Regions from separate parts of the Callithrix jacchus genome. Here region 1 is linked to region 2. The links are chromatin contacts, called in public Hi-C maps. All regions are on one chromosome and are shown on one strand. The core of a region is the stretch at or near the end of the contact, and the rest is flanking DNA. Distances in the headings are between cores, read along the strand shown. Region 1 holds the start of WNT9A (Wnt family member 9A). Region 2 holds the start of ZNF496 (zinc finger protein 496).

Region 1 (7,344 bases), core at 3,122-5,621, 490 kb before region 2:
AGGGCGGGTGGGGCAGGGAAAACCCAGCCTGGCCTTAAACACTTCCTGCAGTCCCTTGGGGCTTTGGCCAGCTGCCCAGCGTGTCCACTCCAATTACACATCTGGAGCTGGGGACGCCACCACAGGAGGGGCTCCGGGTGCCATGGGAAGCACTGGGAGTTGACTGAGCTACAATTCCATGGGTTCTGGGACCTTCACAAGCCCCTGCTCTGCCTGGGGCCACCTCATCCCGCTGGGTCTCCTGGAGTCGATGTCTGTTGGGAGCCATGTCTAGCTATCCCTGAAAGGTCTGACCATCTCCTTCCGCACTGAACAGTCACCCTGGCAAAAGGCCGTTAAGGGCCTTTGGGGAATGCTGGGAGAGAGATAAGAACAGTAAGATTTTGGAGCACAGTGGGTCCCCCCTCAAGGGGCCTGGGTCTGCAACTGGTTCAAATTTGGGACTTGACTGAGGAGCCTGGACTTCGGAATTTTTAATATAATTTTTTTCAGACAGGCTCTCGCTCTGTTGCCCACGCTGAAGTGCAGTGGTATAATCATAGTTCAGTGCAGCCCTGAACTCCTGGGCTCAAGCAATCCTCCTTCCCCAGGCTCCTGAGTGGCTGAGACTACAGGCACACACTGTAATGGCCACCTAACTTGTTTCATTTTTTTTATTTGTATTTTTAGTAGAGAGGGTTTCACCACGTTGGCCAGGCTGGTCTCGAACTCCTGGCTTCAAGTGATTCGCCTGCTTCAGCCTCCCCAAATGCTGGGATTACAGGCATAAGCCACTGTGCCTGGCCCAGCTAATTTGTTTTTCTTCCTTTTTTTTTTTAGATGAAATTTCATTTGTGTCGTCCAGGCTGGAGTGCAATGACTGAATCGTGGCTCACTACAACCTCTGCCTCCCAGGTTCATGCGATTCTCCTGCCTTGGCCTCCTGAGTAATAATGATTACAGGTGCCCACCACTACACCAGGCTAATTTTTTATTTTTTTATTTTTAGTAGACAGGGTTTCACCACGTTGGTCAGGCTGGTCTTGAACTCCTGACCTCAGGTGATCCACCTGCCTCAGCCTCCCCAAGTGCTGCGATTACAGGCATGAGCCACTGTGCCCAGCCTGCTAATTTGTTTTTCTTTCTTTCTTTCTTTCTTTCTTTATAGACACAAGGTCTTCTTTGTTGGTCAGGTTAGTCTGGAACTCCGGGCCTCTGGCGTCCATACCTGGCTTCCCAAAGTACTGGTAATAGAGGGGTAAGCCCCACACCTGGCCTGGTATTGATTGGCGTTAGACTTCTGTTCACCCGACTGTGGGCCGGAGATGGCTTATCCTGCCTACTCCCCTCCCCTTACCTGGAGAGCTTCTTAGGGCTGGGAGGCCGTGGGAAGTTGTGGGTACGACGCACCTTCCAGCCAGAGAACCAGCAGCCTCGGCTTCTCCAATGGAAACACAGAGGCCACTTTGCCATGGGCCAGACTGCAGTCTACTGGATGGCAGTGAAAAAGCCCACCCTCCCTGGGAAATGTCTCCCCCTCACACCGTGCCCAAGGTTGTCTGGATGTGGCTTAGGTGGGAGAAGCAGGGGGCGGGAGCAGGCGCTTGCCTCCCTAGCGCCATGTGCCCTTGGGCGGGTGAACGCTGCCCTCTGGGAGGGGCCACCAGCTGCTGCAGTTGAGACAGCAGGCAGACCGTGGTGGGTGAGGGCAGCCAGACATGAAAGGGAGTTTGAGGCTGGGAGATTTGTGGAAGAGGGTGTGGGAGATTTGTGGGAGGGAGTGTGGTTCCCCTTGGGTCCAGGTAGGCTGAGGGGACCACCTCGGTCTGTCACCATCATCCCAGGTGCAGGGAGGTGAGAGCTGGGCCAGTCTGCCAGACCTCAGGGGTATCTGTGGCATTACCCCCTGCATAGGGCACTGGGCCCTACCACCCATGTGCCCTGGGTCCTGTCAGCCACATGCTCTGGGTCCTGATAGGCTCCTGGCTGGGCGGGGGCTTCAAGTGGGGGTTTGGTGGGGCCACTCAGGTCTGGCCTGTCAGTCCCACCACCACCGAAAGCTGCCAGGAGCTGATGGCCTCCCTCCTCTGGGGAAACAGCAGGGCCCTTCCTGAGTCCATGGATGTTGGATGTTCCTTCTCAGCACCCTCGTGCACCAAATGTGTTCCCAGAGTCCAGGGCTGGGACTAGAGACCCCTCGCCCTCAGCCGGCCAGGCAGCTGCCTCGTTCCTCAGGGACCACTACGCTGCCTGGGACAGCTAACCGGGAGAGCGCTTCACGCCCAGTGGACGGGAGCTGTGTTGCCAGAGGCTTGTGATGCATGTTTACAATCTCACGCCTCTTCTTGGAGGCAATCTCCATGCCTTTAAGCCTGTGATCGCCTGCCTGCTCTCCTCTGCTGCCTCTTGCCTCCAGGTGCTAGAGCTGGACCTTGGGGGCTCACTGGTGCCCACGGTTGTGCAGCACGTGGGCCTCCCCGGGGTTGCTGCAGCCTGGGTGGCTGGGCTGCCGTCTGCCCTCCGTTTGCTGAGCCAGCCCCACTTCAAGGGAGGCGGCTCATCCCCTCATGAGCAAAAGAGGACAAATGAGTGCCCTCTCCCCACCCCACAGGAGGGGGTCCTATGGATGGGGAAGGATGTGAGGCCAGTCACACTCAGTGGAAAAGCAGAACCAGGGGCCAGGGCTCTCATACAGGACATCACACCTTAGAGAAAAGCCACCAGTCACTGGAGTTGGTTGGGTCTCAGACGGGGAAACTAAGGCCCAAGAGGGAGTGACTGCCGGGCCCAGTCTCCTCCCTGCCCCAGCCTTACCCTGCCCCACATGTACCTGGAGCTCACGTGGCAAGCTGGCCAGGATGGACTCAGGAAGGGCATGGTCACCAGGGTGGCCCACGTGGCCAGGCTTTCCCAGGGAAGCAGGGCCAAGAGCCCAAGAGGTGGTGAGGGTGGCTCAGAACCCTCATGGGGGCCATTTTCTGCTGTTTTCTTCTCCTGAGGACTCCTCATATCCACCTGTCACTGCCACAGTCAGGTCGCTGATGGGCAGGGTTTCACAGCCTTCTGGGGCATTTGCTCTTCCCCCCGGGTCCTGCGGTCACTGTGCCAGAATCAGCCCCTGCAGACGCAGAGGTCACTGCCTAGAGAGGCCTTCCTTCCCGGGGGCAGTGCTGGTCCCGAAGCCCAGGTCTCTGAGGCCCCTGCAGCACGTGGCCGGGCAGGCTCGCTGGCCCTAAGTGTTCTTGGTCTTGGCAGCCTGGCCTGTGGGGGGGGGGCACCACCCCGCACTGACCAGGGTCTGCAGGTGGCAGGTGAATGACATGCCTCCACCAGCCTGGATCCGGAACCCGTTCTTGTGTCTCTTGCTTTGCGGCACAGAGGCCCCATCCAAAGAACCTCAAAGCCTTCTCCTGGACGTTCCGTCTGGAACGTGTGCACCTGTGTCCTAACGCCAGCTCTGGGTCCTCTGACACCATCCTGCTTCAGAAGCGGCTCTGAATCCGCATCAGCAGCGGGGACGAGTCTCTGGGCGGCGACTCTGCCCTTCTAGCTGCCTGGGCGTGCACCTTCCATCCCAGGAGTCCTCTTTCTCCCCAGTCCCGGCCAGGAAACAGGAGAAGGGCGTCGCCCGATGGCTGGTGTGGCAGTGTCTTAGCCGCTAGCTCCCCTCCCACAATTTAAGAATGGGGAGACCACCAGGACCCCAAAAGATAGAGCGACTCACCTCTCAGCCCCAACAGGCCACGTCGCTTCATCCCCAGGCCCAAAGCAGCCACCGTGCCCGCCAGAGAGGAGCGCTTCCTTGGCCCCGCTCTTGAGGGGGTTAGCAGGCGCAAAGGGCGCAGGCATCGCCGGCTAGCCCGCCTCCTCCTCGCCAGGCTTCCCCCAGGGCAGCAGCGCAGCGCCCAACTCGGGGTAGACGCCCGGGTCCTCTGCATCCCCGACCGTCCCAGCCTCGAGCCCCGCCGGCAGCTAGCCCGGCCGCCAACGCCTCCCCTCCCCTCCCCCTCGGTCCCGCCCCCGGGGCCACCCCAAGCTCCGCCGGCAGCGCCCCCAACGCTCTACCCGCTTCCCCGCGCCCGCCCCCGGCCCCCCGAAGCCGTCCCGCGGCGGCCGCCCAGAGTTCTCGCCCGCCCCGCCCTCGGTTCCCACCGCTCTCCGCCCCTCCTTCCTCCGTCCCCGCGGGCGGGGCGCGCCTGAGACCCGCGCCGGGAGAGGCGGCCGGGGCCCCGCGTGGCCAGGAGGGGCCGGCGGGCGGGCGGGCGCGCGCGCGGCTCGGGTTTCGGCCCGCCCCCGGCGCCGGCGTGATCCCCTCCCGGGCGCGGGGCGGGGCCGGGCCCAGCTGGCCGCGCTCCGGGCGCTATAAGAGGGCGGCGGCCGCGACGCGTCCTGCGCGGAGCTGGGAGCGCGATGGTCGGCCGCCGCGGCGCGGCAAGATGCTGGATGGGCCCCCGCTGGCGCGCTGGCTGGCCGCGGCCTTCGGGCTGACGCTGCTGCTCGCCGCGCTGCGCCCTTCGGCCGCCTACTTCGGGTAGGTGCCTTCCGCGGCCGGCGCGCACGGGTGGGCGGGGGCGGCAGAGCCGGGGCGGGGGCGTCGGAGTCCCGGGGGTGGCTCGGGCCGGGGCGCGGCGGGGCCGCCGGGTTGCCTGGCGCTGTGTGTTTGCCGCGCGCGCGTCGCTCCGTCCGCTCCGCGGCGGGGCACGGTAGAGAGGCGGGCGGACCCGTCGGGCTTGCGCGGGGCCGCCGTCCTCCGTGACCGCGGAATCGTGGTGGTCGCCGCCGCGGTGAGCGGGACCGCCTCTCGATTAGGGACTGGGATCAGGTCCCGGCTTCTTGGGGCCGCCCTGTGCTTGCCAAACGGCTGGAGCCTGAGTCTTCGGCCGCAGCCCATCGCCCACCTAGCAGCTCCCCGCCTTTCTCTCCTCGAGAAGTTATTTAACAGTAACAAAAATACGTACAAAATCCAGATGTTCCTTGCGCTGAGCCCCAAAGGGAGAAAGAAAGAAAAAAAAACCCTCCAAGCTGGAGGAATTTGTTTTTCTTGCGCTTTGCTTCTGACGCTGTGGCGTGGACCCCTGCCCGCGGGAGCGCGTCTGCAGGACCTGGCCTGGAGCGCAGGGCCCGGCCGGAGCGTCCCGCGGTGTCACTGCCGGTGCTCGCGTGTGTCTGCAGCGGCGCCTTGCCGGGCTGTCGGCGCGTTTCTCTGCCTTTCCTTCCCTTCCCCCCTCCCAGGTCGGGGATGCCCAGCCCAGCGACCTTATAGGGACCTCGCCGCGCTTCGGGCACGCCGAGGTGCAGGGTGGCACCGTGCGAGGCAGCGCCCCCGGCCTCCCCGCCACTCTCCCACCTCTGCCCCGGGCGCCGCCCCTGGGAGCCCTGGTTGGCCTTCGGATCCCAGCCCCCGACCTGGGCGCCCTGGGCCGCTCCCTGGGCCGCCGCCCTCCGCCGGTCACCTGTTCCCGGCCCTCTGGCCCGAGCGCCGGCGCGAGGCTGCCTGGCCGGCAGAGGGCCCCGTTGGTCCAGGAATCTGGCACCCGCCAGGGTGGGGAGAGGCCGCCTGGGCCGAGGAGCCCTGCAGGTGTATCCTGTTCTCAAAGAAAATAAAATATTTTCATGGGAAACTTTCCCTTTGTGTTTTTCTTTCTCCGCCTTTTTTCTCTCCGTTCCTTTCTTCTGGGTCGTCTTCCAGGGTCAGCTCGGTGTCTCCGTTCCCTGGGGCCCCCACCCACAACCCTCTCCTGGCTCCGACTGTGGGTACGGCCCTGGGCCGGGCTGGCACGCCACGGCACGCCATCTGTGCAGCCCGTAGCCTCACCCGGGAAGGCAGAAGGGAGGGCCACAGGTCCGCGGTGAGTCACGGGGGCCTTGCCAGCCAGCTGTGCTTCCCTGCTCTCCGGCCCAGCGGAGGCTCTGCTCCTCTGGCTCCGGACACACCCTGGGCTTGTCTGGGCTGGGCGGCTTTGTCCCTGCTGTGATCCGATTCCTGGCGACGGGGTGGGGCTGGGTCCTGGCCTCTCCTCCTCTGATCTGTCTCTGGGCTCTGCGCCCCGGTGGAGGTCAAGGGGCTCTGCTGCTTTAGCTGAGTGCGTGTGTTTCAGCTCTCTTGCTTTCTTGCTGTGGTGGCTTCTCTGGCCAGGCCCCCTGGGCCCTGCTTCTTAGCTGCAAAGGGCCCATCAAGGGAGGATTCCTGAGTCCTGTCCTGAGGGCAGTTCTCCACATAGCCGCCATGTGGGAAGTCCAGAGGGCAAAGCCTTCAGGGACAGCTGGCATTGCAAGAGGGCAGCTAGGACTCTGTTTGACGGAGAATGAGCGCCTTCCCGAACCAGGGGCTGGGGAGGCGTCCTGGGTCAGGGCAGGCCAGGCTCCCCAACTCTAGTCAGCTCCTGAGGTTGGGCTGTGGAGGGGAAGAGGGCACAAAGGGCTCCAGGCTGGCTTGTGTGTAGAGAAAGGCCTCTCCTGCTGGTTGGGGTCTGGGACTGTGGCTCCTGGCCCAGCGAAGGCAGGGGCGGCCCAGGGCATTAGAGGCCAGGTGGAGCTGGATCGGGGCCAGTGTGGCCCTCCCCAGCTCCAGTCCAGGGAGCAGGGAGAAGGGGCTGGGATCTAGGGCCTTTTTTTCCCTTCCCCCCTCTTGAGAGCTCTGCCTGGCACGGAGGCTCCCGGGCAAGAACGCGGCTCCAGTTACAGCCCAGGAACCCGGAGAGGAGAGCCTGGCCTGGGGGAGGGTCATGTGGGCCCACGGGAGTCCTCGCTGCCCCCTCCCTGAGCTGCAACCCAACCCTGGCCGGTGCCTGCTGCCCTCCTGGAAGCCTCTGGCCACCAGGCTGGACCCCCTGTGGGGAAGAGGCTCCCTTGGCCTGGCCCTGCACCTCCGCCTGGCTAGCAGGTGGAGTTTCCATCTGGTTCTCCCAGGGCCGTGTCCCCATGCCTCCTTGCTGGCTTGGCCCCAAGCCCTTCTAGACAGAGGGGTAAGCAGGGAGGCCAGCCTGAGGCCATGGGGAGGGCTTGGGGTGCAGACTCAGACCCTCTCCTGAGGCTGCAGCGAGAGGGTAGGCCTGGGGGTGGCCTGAGGACATGGCTTGTCCTCTGTTGGGAGGCCCCTCTGGCCTCACCCTTGCTGGGTTGTGGTCTCAGGTAAGATGGTGGGTCCGGATTAGACGCTGGGGCTGCTCCTCGGCTGGGCCCACACACTGGATGTGGTGTCGGGGCTGGGTCTGGGGGCTGTTGGTGCCCAGTGGGGCTTGAACCCCTGCCCCTGGCTGGTGGGCTGCCTGGCTCCCTGGCACTGTGGCCTTATCCTTAGGGGTCCCGGCTAGCTTGGGACAAGGGCAGCAGCTTCCCACGGGGGCTGTTCTCTAAAGGCCCTGA
Region 2 (7,336 bases), core at 1,461-3,960:
GGGCTCCTCATTTTCCTGGGCTCCTCACTTTCCTTCGGAGCCAAGACTCGGGGGCACAGGGCTGTGGGCATGATGGGATTTGATGGGGGTCAGCAGCAGAAGACGACCCTATTTCCAAACAGAAATCACTGGCTTCAGTGTTCTGGTATCCTGCGGTCGTTTCTGGGGGATAGTGACAAGGAAACTGTCAACGCCCTCAGATACCAGCCCTTTGGAGAAGCCCTGGGAAATGTAGGGAGTGTTGGTGTGGCTGGGCTTTACATACAGCATGACACAGACAGAAAGATGCCCTCCCCTTCCCCACCCCTGACAGTACCATTAAGTGTGGATTCCCGTAAGTCAGTGACTGGGTGAACAAGACTGGAAATCTGAGAGAAAAGTGGTGGCATTTCAACGTGACACTGGTGTTTTGAGCACCCCAGGAAACCAAGAGCGCCACATGCAGATGTAATCAAGACTCTCTGGTACCTTGAGTGGCTGGGTCCTCCTGGAGAGACCCAAGATGGGCAGGCCAAGCAGGCCACTATCTTGAAGGTTTGGAGCTGAAGTCACTGTGCTTGCTCTTAAGACTTTTACAAATAGAGCTGGGAAGACAAAGACAGACATGCACTGGATGAGCCTTCAAAAGCACATCCAGGAATAGAAAATCCACCCTGCTGGTGGCGGAGGGCTGATGGACAACCCAGCTGGAATCAGGTTTGCCCAGCAGAGCCTGCTATGGGAGGCAGGGGATGAAGCAGAGGTAAGAAAACGCCCAGAGACAGGGAAATCACACGAGGCAGCCACATGCAGTTTACCAGAGAGGCACAACACGGCATTGAGAAATCTTGCTGGTGGCCGGGCACGGTGGCTCACGCCTGTAATCCCAGCACTTTGGGAGGCTGAGGTGGGTAGATCACAAGGTCAAGAGATCGAGACCATCCTGGTCAAAATGGTGAAACCCCGTCTCTACTAAAAATACAAAAAATTAGCTGGGCATGGTGGTGCGTGCCTGTAATCCCAGCTACTTAGAAGGCTGAGGCAGGAGAATTGCCTGAACCCGGGAAGCAGAGGTTGCGGTGAGCCGAGATTGCGCCATTGCACTCCAGCCTGGGTAACAAGAGCGAAACTCCGTCTCGGAAAAAACAAAACAAAACAAAAGAACTCGCTGGTTTTATATAAGCCTTCCGCCAACTCTCTGGAGCATCTCAGAACACCTACACCTTCATCACATACTCAGATGCCTTGAACTTCAACCTCGCCTCCACTCTCTTCTCTATCCTTGCCATCCTCAAACCACCTTCCAGGCAATGGCACACCCTTCTTTAAGAGCCGGTCGGTCACCACATAGCTCAGCCCTCATCGAACCCCCAGACACTGCAGCTAGCACAGCTCCCCCGTGGGGCTCAGGGATGCCCACACCTCCCAGCTGTGGGGCAGACAGGTGCCGACACACGCAGGGTGGCAAAAGATCAGCACCAGTGTGCCTGGCTGCTGTCCACGATCCTCACTTGAGAACACGGGGCCGGGAAAGGCACCTGCGGACACTCACAGTGCCCTTCTCTGCCATCGGGCCTCCGTGATCCTTGGGCACTGCCAGGAGCCTGCCACTCCCCCAAGTGCATGAGGTCGTCCAGCGTGGCGGGTCTCAACCTCCAACAGCTCACAGGTGGGAAGGGGGCACGGGCCTCACCCCCAAGTCACAGGAAGGCAGGTGATGCCAGAACAGCTACCGGACAACTGAGTGGCTCCAGAAAAACCCACTCCTCGGAATCTCTGGTTTCCGAAGTCACAGCCCGTGCAGAAACGCGTGTGGGGGCGGCAGGCTGGACGCCTCACCGCGCTCCCCTCCCCGGGTTCCCTTCCAGGGAGGCTCCGGCCCCGCCCGCCCAGCTCGGCGGCCCCCGCGGCGCCCATCACACACCTGCGGCGCCCGGGACCACTCGCGGCCGCCCCCCGCGCACCGGCGCCCACCCGGGCCGCCAGCTCCCGCGGCGGGCTTCCACTCGGGTCGTCTCCGACCAGACGGCCGCGTCCGTCTTTGTCACGGCGGCACCTGGCGCGTGGGAGGCTCGGAGGAGACGCCTGATGAATGAACTAACGTTAGCGAGTCGGAGGAGGGCCCCGCAGGGCGGAGCGCGCTCGCAGCCGCCGGCGGAGGAGGGACCGGGCAGGACCGGCAGAAGGGAAGGAGCCGGTCGCCGCGGCCGGGGAAGGGCCCCGCGCTCCGCCTCCTCCCGCTCACGCCCCGCCGGCCCCGGCTCCTCACCTCACAGCCTCCGGCTCCCTCGCGGCGCCCGCCCGAAAGCCCTCCCGCGGCGGCGGAAGTCCAGCGCAGCCCTCCGCATCCTCCCAGCGCGCCCTGCCGGCCGGACTTGCTGAGGCGGGGTCTCCGCCGGCGCCCGGCTCCTCTCCCGGCGGGTCCACACCGCGTCTCTCGCTCATCCGGAAAGCCGCGGCTCGGCTCGGGGGCAAAGGGAGGCGCCTGAAAAACAATCGTGCTGCTTTGGCCGCCGCCCGCACCTTCCCGAGCTCCGGGTCCGGGCCCGGAGACGGCGCCGCGGAGGCCGGCGCGGGCCGCGGAGGGCGGGGCGGGGCCGGCCCGGGGCCCGGGTGCACTCACCGCCGCGGCACGTCCCTGTTTGCGGGCGGCGCAGGCCGTTCGCCGCCGGAGCCCGCCGGACGCCGCGGAAAGGAAAGGCCGGAGCCCTCGGGCTCCCTCCCCTGGGACACTTCCTGCTCCGCTCTAGGACCGGGGAGGTCTCCGCATCTCACTGGTTCGCTCCCCCGCCCCCCGGCCGAGGTGTGCGCTGGGGGTGACACCCGACACCCCCGGCCCGCCCCGCTCCGCGCGCGCCCAGGCCTGGCCGCCGGGCCGGGGGCTTTGTGGGTCAGCCACGTCGCCGCGCCCGGGCCTCCCCGCGGGCCCGCCAGGGGGAGGCGCGCGGCTGGCGGGAGGCCGAGGCTTCGAGGCGCGGCGGGGCGGGGGCTGCGGGGGCGGCCGCGGGTCCGGAAGGGCAGCCCGGGGGCTGTTTGCTCCGCTCTTCTCGTGTCTGCTGCGCTTCCAGGACACGCGGGCCGGTGGACGCCCGGAACAGCCTACCGGGAGTCGCGGCTGAGGCTGAAAGCTGGAACTGGGGTGCGGGATGGAGAGTGGGGGGGAATTCCCGGCCGAAGCCGGGGCCGCCAGCTCCTCCTGCGGCTGCGGGACGCGCCTTCCGGGCCTGACGCCACGTGCAGGGTCCCGGGACCGAGAAAGGCCGCGCAGCCGGAGGCCTCTCCGAGCACGGGACAACCCTGGGAAGGGCGCACAGTGGCTGCCGTGAGTCCTGGCCCTGCGTGGGGGTCGGGGAAGGACCACGGTGACCCCGGGCACAGGGGCGCAGGGAGGGGATGAGGCAAGCTTATGTGGCAGTGAGGGGCAAGCAGAAATTAGGGGACCCCACCCGAAACAGGGCTGCTGGCCACTCCCCTGTGCTGAGTGCAGCCCAGATTCTCACGTGGGTCGTCTCCGGGGCATGCTCATTTTTCAGGCTCCAGAGCTTGAGAGAAAGTGCTCAGGTCCCTGAGCAGGCCTGATTCCCACCGCCCCTACTCCGGCTTCCGGAGGGGACCTCCCGCGCAGCTCCGATTTCCTTCGGCTCCCCTTTCCAGGGCAGGCAGAAGGAAGTCAGTTTTCCCAAAGAAAGTGGCCCCGCTGGGAAAATGGGACCAGGTAGTCGGACTGAGGCACAGGCTCCTTGAGCTCCGCTGCTCTTCTCATCTCAGGGCCGTGGGCGCTGCCTCCTCTGCACTGCTGGAGGGAGTAATCGCTTTTGACTGGCAGAGTCTCTGCGAGCCCGGGTTTGTCAGTGTCCACATTCCGACCTGAGCAGGAGATGGACCGAGCGAAGGAGTGAAGCCCTTGGTGGTGAACAGTGATCGTCCCCCAGATGACAGCCTGATGCCAGTAAATAAGGAGCGAGTGTGGCGTTGTATTTTATGAACCATCTTGGCTTGCCATCGTACTCAGTTTTTGTTCAAACACCAGTCAGGCTGTTTCTGTGAGGCTGTTTTTTAGATGTGATTAATCGTTCAATCTGTGGTCTTTGAATGCAGCGGGTTACCCATCATAACGTGGGTGGGCTCCATCAGATCTGTTGAAGGCCCTAAGAGCAAAGCCCGCGGTCTCCTGAGGAAGGAGCTCCGCCTGCGGACTTGAGGCAGCCTCGACTCTGGATCTGCAGCCTGCACTGCGGATTTTGGACTTAGAAGCCCTTGCAATCTACAGAGCGCATCAGTTCCTTGCAGGAAAAGAATCTCTCTCTCTCATCTCTCTATTGATCTCTAGCTCAATATCCCCCACCCCCTTCCCTCTTCCTGCTCCATATGTTATTTGTTCTGTTTCTCTGGAGAACCCCGACTGTGACACAGGGCCCTTAGCTGACAGGGATAAGAGCGGGTGGAATGTGACAGCAGGAGGCAGAGGGCCGGAGACAGTCATCTTGCAGAGTGGAAAGGTGAATGGACGGTAGCAAAGGAAACTGTGAATGATGGATAACCCCGAAAGTGAAGTGTGCACAGGGAAATGTGCTGTATGGCTTAAAGCCCAGGGCTTTGCAGGTAGGCAGCTATCACCCTCTGATGTCGGCCCCCTGTGGAGGCCATCGTGCCTCAAAACGTGCGTGTGGACTACAACAAATGCAAGTGTGCAATATGTGAAGCCCCACCACCCATCACTGGACCAACCGCACCTGCCTTCTCTGGGAGCTGTCAGAACCCACAGGCCCCAACCACAGCCTGCACGCTAACCAGGCAGCAGGGACTCCGTTGCTTTTTGCAGTGCGAGAAGCTCTTGTAAGCTGGGCGTAGCAGATACTCAATAAACTGTGCTTTAGGAACAGTCCTCGGAATAAGTGCTAGTTCTTACTGTGTTGGACACAGACTTAGAGGGGAATGGACAGCAATGGCACTGATCTGGTCCCTTATTGTGGTCTGTGGAAAGGGGTTAGTGAGAAGCTATTCGGTGAAAGAGCTTTGCATGATTATATTTTCTCACTATAGAAGCCTCTCAACTGTCACAGAGGCCTGTTCATCTCTTTTTTTTGTTGTTGTTGTTGAAAGCAAGAAAACACTTTGAGGTCTGCAGGTAGACTGACATAACCCTCTCTCAGAGGCTCCAGTGAAAGTACCTCTAAAAATGGCGGATTTATCACTGAAGAGATGACATCTCTTTCTTTGAAATGTGTATTGGATGCTATGGTCAGGAAAATAAAGCGGAGACCCCAACCATTGGTATTTGGAGCTAATCTTGAGCATTGGGTCGTTAATGCCTATTCAGCCAGACCATCAGGGACAAGCTTGTACCTTGACAAATTCAGATTTGCTGAAATGACCGGATTGATTGTCTTGATGCAGTGAGGGGGGGCACCCAGAGGAGGCGGGAGCCTGGCTTGATCAGGGGAGAAGTCTTTGCAAGGTTTGGCTCCAGGTGGAGGATGGAGGAGGGGGAGGATGTCAGGTGTGATATAAATGTGAAAGTCTCTCTTGTGGGATCTTTTAACCCAGGTGGCTGCAGCAATTAGAGTCCAGGAATGAGATGCAATTAAAGGATTTATTATGCTCAAAGGCTCTGGAGAGGGCGGCACTGCAGGGGTGCAGGGGCCTTGGAGGAGTGCGAAGGGAGTGGGCTCCGAAGTGCAGGTGGGGAGCCAAGAAAGAGAGAGAACCTGTAGGTGAGCACCTATGTTGGGGGGTCAGGGTGGGGTACACCACGAGCAAAAGGTACTAGGGGATTTTAATGCTGCATGTTGCTGGGTCACAGTCAGGGGAAGGCGAGAAGGGGACCTCAAGGCAGAGACCAGGCTTATCACACCAGTGCCTAGTTGCTTGGGGTACTCAGCCTGTGCGTGCTGCTGAGGCCACATGGAAGCATGAGGTTTTAATAATTGATCATATGTCAGGGAAGTGGGAGCCAGATCTGCACTGGTTGTTGTTTAGAGGTGGGCTTGGGAAAAGTTGGGGTTCACTGAGGTTTATCAGCTGTCAGGATGCAAGGGTGGCTTAGTTATTGAGTTCCCCCAGTCACAAATGAGTGTAGCAAGGGGTCTAGGACATTCTTGGTTAGAAGAAGGAGTCCCTCTGTCAAGTGGGTGTTGTGGCATTTCACCACTTCCACAAGACCTCGGGGGAAACCGTGTCCTGCGAAAGCACAGCAGGTTACTCGTCTGTCTCCTTAGCCTGATGAAAGGCAGGGCTACCTGTTCTCTTTTCAGTCCTTGCAGATTTTCTCACTTTCGCTCCTGGAGAGGTTTTGACTCTCTTAGGAGGGAAACACCCTGATCATTACAGTTCTGCAGATGTTTCCATGAATGTGAGTTTGATCCTTCATGATCTTTGCTGTTTGCTCCTCAAGTGCTTTGAATCCTTAAGGATAGTGGTCAGGGACCCAGTGTTACAGGTGTGTAGGCGTGTGTATGTGTCTATGTCTGTGTCTGTGCCTGAGTGAGGGAGCCAGTGTTACAGGGGTGTGTGTGTTTGAGTGAGGAAGAGAGGGGAAGGGATAGTGCTGAGGGACCCAGTGTTACAGGTGTGTGTGTGTGTGTGTGTGTGTGTGTCTGAGTGAGGGACCCAGTGTTACAGGTGTGTGTGTGTGTCTGAGTGAGGGAGGGATGAGGAAGCATACTTTGTACAGTCTGTTCAGCATTTGCTGAATCATTCATTTGCTGGATATATTATCTGCATTTTACTGACGAGTTCTCAGCACCATCCCAGGAAGTTGGAGCCTTAAGTAGAGTTTGGAATTTGCCTTCCAGGAAAGAAGGGTTTGCTGCAGGCCTCAACTGGGTAAGGTTCTTGGGTGAGTAAATGCAGATCCTGTGTACTGTAGGACAGTGGTTTGGATGATCTAGTAAAGGGGGAAAACACCCTTACAGTTCTGGAATTTTATGTCCAGCTATTCCTTGTATGCCCTGACAGTTAGGAAAATTTAAAAAGTAACTATCTGGCTGGGCATGGTGGCTCATGCATGTCTATAATCCCAGAACTTTGGGAGGTCAGAGCAGGAGGATTGCTTGAGTCCAGAAATTTGAGACTAGCCTAGGCAATGTAGCAAGAAGCTGTCTCCACAAAACACTTAAAAGTCATCTGGGCAAGTGGCATACGCTTGTAGTCCCAGCTACCTGGGAGGCTGAAGCAGGAAGATCGCTTGAGCTGAGGAGTTGAGCTGTGATTGTGCCACTGCACTCCAGCCTGGGCGACTGAGCGAGACCGTGTCTCAAACAAAACAGCTAACGGTCAGTTCCGTTCGGCTTCCTGCCACCTTGCTCTTTCCATGGCGTTTTCTGAAACTCAAGTCACCTTTGACATCTAGTATTTG

The links. Hi-C and Micro-C count contacts between places; a contact is called where the count stands out from the background.
Region 1: a contact with region 2 is called in a Hi-C map of skeletal muscle, with 4 times the contacts expected there. The contact joins the promoter of WNT9A here to the promoter of ZNF496 in region 2. A contact is called at or near these places in 2 of 3 Hi-C or Micro-C datasets (both in skeletal muscle).

Annotation. Positions count from the first base shown.
Region 1 is chr19:38,795,741-38,803,084 of calJac240_pri, reverse strand. WNT9A (Wnt family member 9A) reads left to right here and starts at 4,371. Exons shown (of 4, transcript XM_035280681.3): 1 at 4,371-4,510. The coding sequence starts at 4,416.
Region 2 is chr19:38,305,888-38,313,223 of calJac240_pri, reverse strand. ZNF496 (zinc finger protein 496) reads right to left here and starts at 2,710. Exons shown (of 15, transcript XR_013529903.1): 1 at 2,603-2,710; 2 at 2,249-2,464; 3 at 469-584; 4 at 1-108. LOC128930207 reads left to right here and starts at 73. Exons shown (of 4, transcript XM_078356421.1): 1 at 73-231; 2 at 1,848-2,042; 3 at 2,087-3,301; 4 at 3,748-4,026. The coding sequence starts at 73. The coding sequence ends at 3,798.